Regions from separate parts of the Mus musculus genome. Here all the other regions are linked to region 2. A link is a contact called in public HiChIP or PLAC-seq data. All regions are on one chromosome and are shown on one strand. The core of a region is the stretch at or near the end of the contact, and the rest is flanking DNA. Distances in the headings are between cores, read along the strand shown. Region 1 overlaps Pla2g4a (phospholipase A2, group IVA (cytosolic, calcium-dependent)). Region 2 has its middle 71 kb from the start of Pdc. Region 3 overlaps Pla2g4a (phospholipase A2, group IVA (cytosolic, calcium-dependent)).

Region 1 (2,735 bases), core at 135-2,634, 380 kb before region 2:
TCCAGTATGTGAATAATTTGTCTTTTTTTTTCTTTTCAAAGCATACTAAGACCAGCCATGAAAGCTAAGAAGCACTACATAGCCTTAATATCAACATAGTGGTAAAAGCTGGTCTAACATTTCACCATCCTTTTCCCAGGGGAAATGCATCTAATTTGTGAAACCTGACAACTATTCTTGTGATTAATATTTGCAGAAAAATCAGACTTTCTGCTGGTTCATGTGAACTATGCTTCGTAGTGACTTTTTCTTTTTCTTTGCTAGCAAATAGAAAAGACTATATTTTTTTATTCAATTTCAATACACTAGATCCAAATTTAGCAATTTTACTCACAAGAACCACTTGGGAAAACGCAAGCTCAAAAAAAAAAAAAAAACCAAGGGGTGTGGCATGCAGCTCCCCATATTTCTCTCTTTATATTTGTTAAGCTCACATAAATAGCAGATGCATGGACAGTTACATAATGAAAAGGTTAGTAAATTCCTGAGAGGTTAAATTTCACTTTTACTGGCATTAGTTATAACTACAAAATTCAACAAAATAAAATACTCAAAATGTGATTTTTTTCTTTTCCTATTATAACTGTGACAGCAGTAATTCTGTTCCACAGCAGAGGCGGGTAGTAAAAAAGACACACCCCAGTTGTCATACACTTTGGGTTGCTCTGCTGCTTGCTATCTGCACTTTTCTTTCCTTAGACATTTTCTCCTGTCTGTCTCTATGGCTTTGGTATGTCCTACTTTGGCTGCATTTAGTAAGCGAATTTAAGAAAATGGCACTGTTTTCTTTATAAGGATGTTTTTAGAGCTTGACTGGATTTATCTGAACTCATCTCTGGTATCTTTACATAGCTCACTTTAGTAGTAAAATTTCCCACATCAAACAACTCTTTGAGCAAGTAAATTATTTCATTTAAAGTTATTTAATCAGGGTTCCAGTTCACCTTAAAATCTTCACTAAGGTAATAGAGTAAAAAATAAACAAACAGACAAACAAACAGGCAAACAAGTCCCCTCTGGGTGCCCCTTAAAAAGAGAGACCCCACTTAGTCAAAGGATGAAGCAGTCCCCAGAAGTCTCGAGAACCCTCAGTCACCTCTTCAGTTTCATTTCTGGAAACCCTTACATAATCTGAGCTAACATGCCTCCTGCTGACCAGTGGAGCCCAAGAACACAATATCCACTGCCCTCAGTCTGACACAAAACAGCCAGTGGCCAGACTGCTGGCCCCGAGGGGACTTCTCCACAGAGATTTCTCAGCACTGTGCGCTGTAAACATCTTCCTTTTCCTTGGCCTGCAGCCATTGTCTCGCCCACCTTCTGATGTGTAATTTCAGCCCTATTCTCTTCCTGCCTTAGGAGGAAAAAAATAATAATTAACCTGAGTTATCAGGATTATTCAGCAGAGAAGGAACACAGGAAGCAGGCCACCCGCGTGGGCTCCCTCTCTGCTTTCCTTTCTCTTTTTAAAAACCTTCACGTAGTTCAGAAAAGACTTGTGTGATTCAGAAAAGACTCAGTGGTTTCCACAAAACTAAAGTTGAACAGGTCATCTACCAGGGATGCCACTAAAATAAACCAAGCAGGATTACCTCACCCCTACACTTTAGCTCAGGCTAACCTAGATCTTCTTATAAAGCTCAGATTAAAGGTGTCATCTTACAATCTTCTGGTGGGGAACCCCGATTTGCTGTTGGTGGTGGTATAATGTTGGGGATCAAATCTAGGGCCCTGCACATGCCAGATAAGTTATCAACCACTGAGGCTGCCTCCCAGACCTTCTTCATCTTTATACACTTTGATTATATTTTAACCATGAAGAAATAGTGACTCTATTAAAGATCACCTCTGGCTCCAGATACTACCCACTTTGCCGGCCCCCTAACTTAGTGATGCTTGGATGGACCAAGTACTACCAACTATAACTGCCCTTTCTGCTTGATTTAATGTGTATTTAGAAATAGTTGGTCCTAATGAAAAGGTACAATCACTTTCCCAGTACTTACTTAGGAATGATCCAAATGAACAAATGGAACTCTTAAAGAATAGACTAATGAATCTTTGCATGCTATATATAACTATCAACAAGAGAAAGAAAACCTCTCAGGAGGAGAAACAGTACTACTACTCAGAAGGACATGTATGGTACTCCACGCCATGTTACAATTAGAGTCTCTTCTGCATAAAGCTTCATTATGTCGATAGCCATTGCCCATGATTGCTGAAGGTCACATATTGGTGGTGGTGGGGGGGGGGGGGACGGGGAAAGCAAATAAACATTTTACATAAATACATTTTTTAAAATGAATTGATTATTTTTAAAATATCATTTTTTGTATCCTGTGTTCTCCAAACAGACCAGAGATATTTCATGAACAGGAGGGCGGGGAAGATGTAATTGACTGGTAGCCCTGATCCCTGATACATTGGCTCCAAATTCACTCATTCATTATTCTTATTTGTTTTCTTTCTGAAACAGGATTTCATGTGTCCTGAGGAGTTCTCTGACTTGTGCCCCATGCCATGGTTCATGTTCCTGGGGATCAAATGCAGGATGTTGCAGACTATGGAGTGCTCTATAAACGGAACCACATCCTTGTCCCAAAATCTCTAATTCAGCATTGAACTCCACAGTCCATCAAAACATAGTGCTTACTGGGCATAGACCTCAAACCTCTGGGCAAATCATGATGATATGCACCACTTTTTAAAGTCAAATTTATTCATCCAGAAAA
Region 2 (2,813 bases), core at 10-2,509:
GAAAGACCTAGGATAAGGGAGGCACCCAAGAATCAATGGGGATGTCCTTGTCCTTAGCTGTGACTCACAGCATTGGGGATTCGGTACCTCAAGAGGCCACCTCCTGCAGCCAGGCAGGAACCCCAATGGAATACCAAGCCACCCACAAAACTTTCAACCCAAAATTTAAACTGTCTACAAGTTATGGAGGGACAGGGAATGGAGCAGAGTCTGGGGGAACAAATAACCATCCCAACTTGAGACCCATCCCGTGGGCAAGCACCACTCCCTGGCAGTATTAATAATACTCTATGATGCTTCAGACAGGAGAATAGCATTGCTGCCCTGAGAGGCTCCATCCAGCAGCTGATGCAGACACTCACACCCAAATAGTGGATGGAGCTTAGGGACTCTTACAGAAGAATAGGAGGAAAGATTGCTGCCCATTAGGGGATAGGAACTCCACAGAAAGACTAAGAGAATCAACTAAACTGGTCCCTTGGGGCTCTCAGAGACTGAACCACCAACCACAGAGCATACATGGGCTGGACATAGTTTCCTGTCCCCAGCACATATGTAGCAGCTTGGTCTTCAGGTGGGTCACAAACAACTGGAGTGGGGGCTATTCCAAAAGTTATTGCCTGTTCATTTGATATGTTCTTCTAGCTAGGGTGCTTCATCTGGCCTCAATAGGAAACAATGAGCCTAGTCTCACAGAGACTTGATGTGTCAGTGTCGGGGATACCCAGGGTGGCCCCACCTGATCAGAGAAGAAGGGGTTTGGGGGATAGAACGATTGTGAAAGGGGATGACCAGAAGGGGGTAGTCAGCAAGATGTAAAGTGAAGAAGTAAGATGATGAAGATGAAGATGAAGATGAAGATGATGATGATTTTAATAGAATTGTTTTCAGTGCTGAGGATTGAAGTCAGTCCTTCACACACAGACAAATGTTCTATCACAGAGCTATAGCCTGGTCTAGAAAGCATTTTGATAGTATAATTAAAAGACCAACTTTAAGAAGAGTTTGAAGAAAGTAGAAACAACAACAACAAAAAAAGCAATAGATTCATGATTTCAGTTACTTTCCTTGTAAGACAAGAACAGAGAGACAGAACAACAGAAAAATAACCAATTAGTTAAGAACATCTTCTTTAACCTCTTTGGAGCTCTGTTGCTTCTAATTTGCCTGCAAATTCTGAGTTAATATGTATAGAATGCCTGACACACATCCTGCACTAAATAAACATAGGTAGTCATGCCCTGTGTATTAGTCATGGTTCTCCAGAAAAGCAGAACCAATAGAACATGTACAGAGAGGGAAAAATGAGCTCTGTCCCTGTGTAGTTTGGAACATAGGGTCTTGCTTTAAAGCCCAGGCTGGACTAAAACTTAGAATCCTTGTAACTCTGCCTCCTTCATTCTAGGATTACAGAGAGTGTGCCAGCACATTTGCCTCAATACCATTAATGGTATTGGAGACTAGAAAGTCCCAAATCTTCAGGATAGACAGTCAAGCTGAAAAATGAGGCAAAAGACCAGTGTTGTAGTTTAAGTTCAAGATCACCAACCTGAAGAGCTAGGGAGGAAAAAAAAAACTTACAGTTTAAATGCAAAAAAACAGCCTAGGGTCATAATTTTATTCCATTTAAGCCATTAACTGGTTAGATGAGACCCACCAATATTATGGGGCAATATTCTTGGTCAAAGTCTACCAACTTAAAAGTAAATATCACCCAAACACTCATAGCACATGTAAGCACTGAGCTCAGACCCATGAATATATAAAATTAAGCATATTGCCCTAACAGGTGTACTCAGGAAAGTAGTCCTTTGCCTTCCATAAAGCACTTCATATGTCTATTAAAGCCAGTTGGGAAGAGGTCCCTGAGACTGGGCTTCTTCAGAGGACAAAGTAGCAAGAGTGAGGTGTCAGAGGTCCTAAGTCTCTGCCAAGGCAAGGACCAAAAAGAAAATGTTAATGACCCCACCAACATCTGCTCTTACCAATGGATCTAAATCTGGCCAAACATGAGCTGATCTTCTTCAAGCTTACAGTGGTCCACTCCTTGACCATGCTGGGACAGTCCCATAAGACACTGATATGCAGAATGTTCACTGCAGATGTTCAAATGCATGAAAGAAAGACAAGAATCTTCAGGGACTTTTCAAAAGCCATTCTGAACCCAAGAACAATGGCTAACAGGACGTATTTTGTGAGGCATCTAAGTGCTCACGAACAAGAGTCGCATGAAACACCAGTTGTAGCTTACTATAGCATGTGTATGTTGATGATACTTGTGCTGTGAGGGGCCTTGCAGATCTCAAATAACATAAATCTCCTGTTCTTTGATCTGTACTTAATTATTTATCAACTATAGATGAACTCACCCAAAGCCAAGCCTGTATGTGGAGGAAATATAGATAGATAGATAGATAGATAGATAGATAGATAGATAGATAGATAGATAGATAGACACATATATGTGTGTGTATATATACTTTTAAAATTAAATTAATACAGCATTAATTTAGTCCATTACTAAGTATTCTTGCTATTTTGCTCATATATACATAATATGCATAATATGTATTAATATATGTATCAATATAATATTACATATTATGCATATTATGTATATAAGCAAAAGGGAAAATATCTAAAATATTTAATAATATTGTTATATATAATATATATTTAAACAAAAAGGAAAATACCTAAAATATTTAATAATGGATTGAATTCATGTTCCATTAATACCCTGGGCTATAGAGTAAGACTCTGTTTCAAACAAACAACAAGCAAATAAGATTAAGCAAACAAGCAAATTGCCT
Region 3 (2,700 bases), core at 199-2,698, 410 kb before region 2:
GTTATGCGCACATGTGGTCAGTATCCAGCAACTTATCATACCCATTGGTAGAAACCTCTATTTCTTCCAGAGTGGCTAGTTAAATATGCTGTCACATTACCAAACCAAAACAAACCAAAACAAAAACAAAAACAAAACAAACAAACAAACAAAAAACCTAAAAACAAAATAACAGAAAAGAATTTATCCTGAAGAAACTTGAGTCTTTCATATGGTTAAAAAATATTGTTAGTCTCTGCTTGTAGAACCAGAGTCAAATATTACAGAGTCTTTTAATTACATGTTGGCAGAATGCATTTACCCATACATAAGAGAGACATAACACATTCTGGGCTTCAGATCTATTGAAAAAGACTTGAGTCAAAGGCCTCCTTGGCCCATTCATGTCCAGGTTCTGTGAAATAGATGAAAATCAGCCTACACACTTCAGATTGTTTCTTCTTCTTTAAAGATTTACGTATTTTATTTTATGTGTGTGAGTATTTTGCCTGCATACAATTGCACTATGTGTATGCAGTGTCTCTGGAGTGTGGAAAAGGGAGTTGGATCCCTTGTAAATATTTATAGACAGTGCATGGGAACCAAACCTGAGTCATCTGCAAGAAGATCAAGGACTCTTAACTGCTGACCCGTCTCTCTACTCCTGGCTTCTTTAAGACAATAATAACGTTATTAATCTTAGGTTGCTAGGAATTGGAGAATATTGCTAGAAAGTGCTGTGGACAGTGACTAGCACATAGAGAAATATCCTGCAACAGACATGTGCTCATACCATTGCTTATAAACTGTGTGTGATGAAAGTTAGGAAGCTATAAAGCTTATAAGAAGTCAATATGGGCAAGAATGGGCTCATTACACTGTGTGAACTGGCAAATCAATCCTGCTATTCAAATGACCTTCTGTATTTACTTTTAATAGTCTCTGTCTTTCTAGATTCTGGCTGGCTGCCATGTTACCAGTCAGTTCTGCTCCTTCACGCAGATGTATACCCTTGGTGCAGGGAAGGGTAAAACAGCCATCCAAAATGCTTTAGAACAGAAAAGACCCAGGGAATAGTACACTTGTGATGGCTGTCTGACTCTCTCTATCACACACACACACACACACACACACACACAGAGAGAGAGAGAGAGAGAGAGAGAGAGAGAGAGAGAGAGAGAGAACAAAGTTTGGAGACCAAGATTTTTTTTAGCTCAATTGGTAGACTATTTGCCTAATGTATATGGGGGCACTGTGTTCAATATTTTACACTATAAGAAAATAAGGAAGATAGAAAAAACTAGCAATGTTGGTATCACAGAGATATAATGAGATATGAATGGGAGATATATATTCATTCTAGGGTTTGCCTTTATAACTAAAAATCCAAGTCATTTGGGATAAGAGTGTGCAAGTTGAACCACTAGATGGCATATTAACACTATGAAAGCACTGAACAGGCTTCTGTTTCCTCATAAAACAGCCCTACTGCCGCCCTGGGAACCTAATGCTTCCAGGCCAAGAAAAACTTAGTATTAAATCACTTGCTAATTGTAAAGCTTTTAGAAGCTACGTGACACATCTGGATGAATCTAAAATGTCTTATGTAGTATCTGTATCTTTCTATCTTTTTTTTAAGCCAGGAATGACCTTAGAGGGTTTGTATAATTGCTTCTCTCCCTCCATGGGGTTTCAGATCCTCCCTTGCCAGTTTATTCCAATAATATCCATTGTTTCCTAACCTTCTGTATCCTCACTGCTTGTCCCAAGTATTATCCATGCCATCTTCTTCTACACCATTCAAGAGCTTTCCAATTTCTTTTTAAAAAAACAGTTCCCTTAATACTACAGCATTTTCAGTAGATAAGTAAAAAAAAAATTTTAAACTTGGAAAAGAAGATCTTCCTCCCTTCCACCGAAATGAATGATTTTTGAGGGGTCTATAGACAAATTGAGATGCTTATAGTATCAAATTAAAAACAGCAGTCCAGGAGAGAATGTTATGGTGTAACCTTACAGAGAAGACACACCTTTAGAGAGGAATAAAAATAATTACCATCATAAGAAGCAACTACTATTTTCATAAAAATTACTGTGAGGCTCCTGACTAATGTTTGATTTTATGTAAGTCTGAAATACCATGAAAACCAGGACTGTTAGTGTTTGACCACAGCACTGAGACTATGAAAGGCATATAACAAATATTTTCTAGATTAATAAACGCCCAGATAAACCATGAGGAAAATATAACTGGAGTTAAACACATATTATTTCATAAGCAGAGGAGGCAAGCAATTTTCTCCATGAATAACCATATAAAGCTAAGAATGGAATGCTGTGGTAAACGCAGGACATATGAAACACATGGAAACTGGTTGGCTTGGTTGGAAAAGAAAGTGAATGTAGAACACTAAGTAACAAGGCCACTTGGGAGAGAAATGGTTGACAGAGAAAAGAGTAAGGAAGATTTATGCCTTAAGCTCAGTCCCCACTCCAAAACTGTGACTTCTGGCATTTTTTCTAGTTTTTTTTTTTTTTTACTTGATTCCTATGCCTATAAATTCACACACACACACACACACACACACACACACTTAGATCTATCCATCATGCTTCTTTGGCTGGTTTTAAGTGTTGAATGTTTAGGAGAAAATATTTGGTTAATAAAGGTATTCATACTTTTGTTTTTGTTTTTGTTTTTTGGGTGTTTTTTTCTTTTCT

The links. HiChIP or PLAC-seq counts read pairs in DNA pulled down with a chosen protein or histone mark.
Region 1: a FOXA1 HiChIP or PLAC-seq map of pancreatic cancer cells shows a contact between it and region 2. The contact joins two enhancer-like sites. A contact is called at or near these places in 5 of 15 datasets of contacts at CTCF or cohesin (the NIH/3T3 cell line, embryonic stem cells and stem cell-derived epiblast-like cells), 19 of 484 Hi-C or Micro-C datasets (the C10 cell line, the HPC-7 cell line, LSK cells and 5 more), 3 of 115 datasets of contacts at active chromatin or transcription factors (the HPC-7 cell line, heart atrium and pancreatic cancer cells) and 1 of 9 other capture datasets (embryonic stem cells).
Region 3: a contact with region 2 is called in a CTCF HiChIP or PLAC-seq map of the NIH/3T3 cell line, with 6 read pairs. The contact joins two enhancer-like sites. A contact is called at or near these places in 2 of 15 datasets of contacts at CTCF or cohesin (the NIH/3T3 cell line and stem cell-derived epiblast-like cells), 17 of 484 Hi-C or Micro-C datasets (the CH12 cell line, the Patski cell line, bone marrow-derived macrophages and 10 more) and 4 of 115 datasets of contacts at active chromatin or transcription factors (the NIH/3T3 cell line, bone marrow-derived macrophages, embryonic fibroblasts and 1 more).

Annotation. Positions count from the first base shown.
Region 1 is chr1:149,861,702-149,864,436 of GRCm38.p6, forward strand. The region is part of intron 12 of Pla2g4a (phospholipase A2, group IVA (cytosolic, calcium-dependent)); the gene reads right to left. Among named protein-coding and RNA genes, the nearest start is that of Pla2g4a, 98 kb to the right of the region's middle. Within about 2 kb of position 1,385, at least 64 of the 459 cell types and tissues checked have an H3K27ac peak or open chromatin away from gene starts, as enhancers often do. A contact at or near this core is called in the NIH/3T3 cell line and pancreatic cancer cells, where this site is marked.
Region 2 is chr1:150,246,737-150,249,549 of GRCm38.p6, forward strand. No RefSeq gene overlaps it. Among named protein-coding and RNA genes, the nearest start is that of Pdc, 71 kb to the right of the region's middle. Within about 2 kb of position 1,260, at least 12 of the 459 cell types and tissues checked have an H3K27ac peak or open chromatin away from gene starts, as enhancers often do. A contact at or near this core is called in the NIH/3T3 cell line and pancreatic cancer cells, where this site is marked.
Region 3 is chr1:149,831,728-149,834,427 of GRCm38.p6, forward strand. The region is part of intron 17 of Pla2g4a (phospholipase A2, group IVA (cytosolic, calcium-dependent)); the gene reads right to left. Among named protein-coding and RNA genes, the nearest start is that of Gm23535, 130 kb to the left of the region's middle. Within about 2 kb of position 1,449, at least 22 of the 459 cell types and tissues checked have an H3K27ac peak or open chromatin away from gene starts, as enhancers often do. A contact at or near this core is called in the NIH/3T3 cell line, where this site is marked.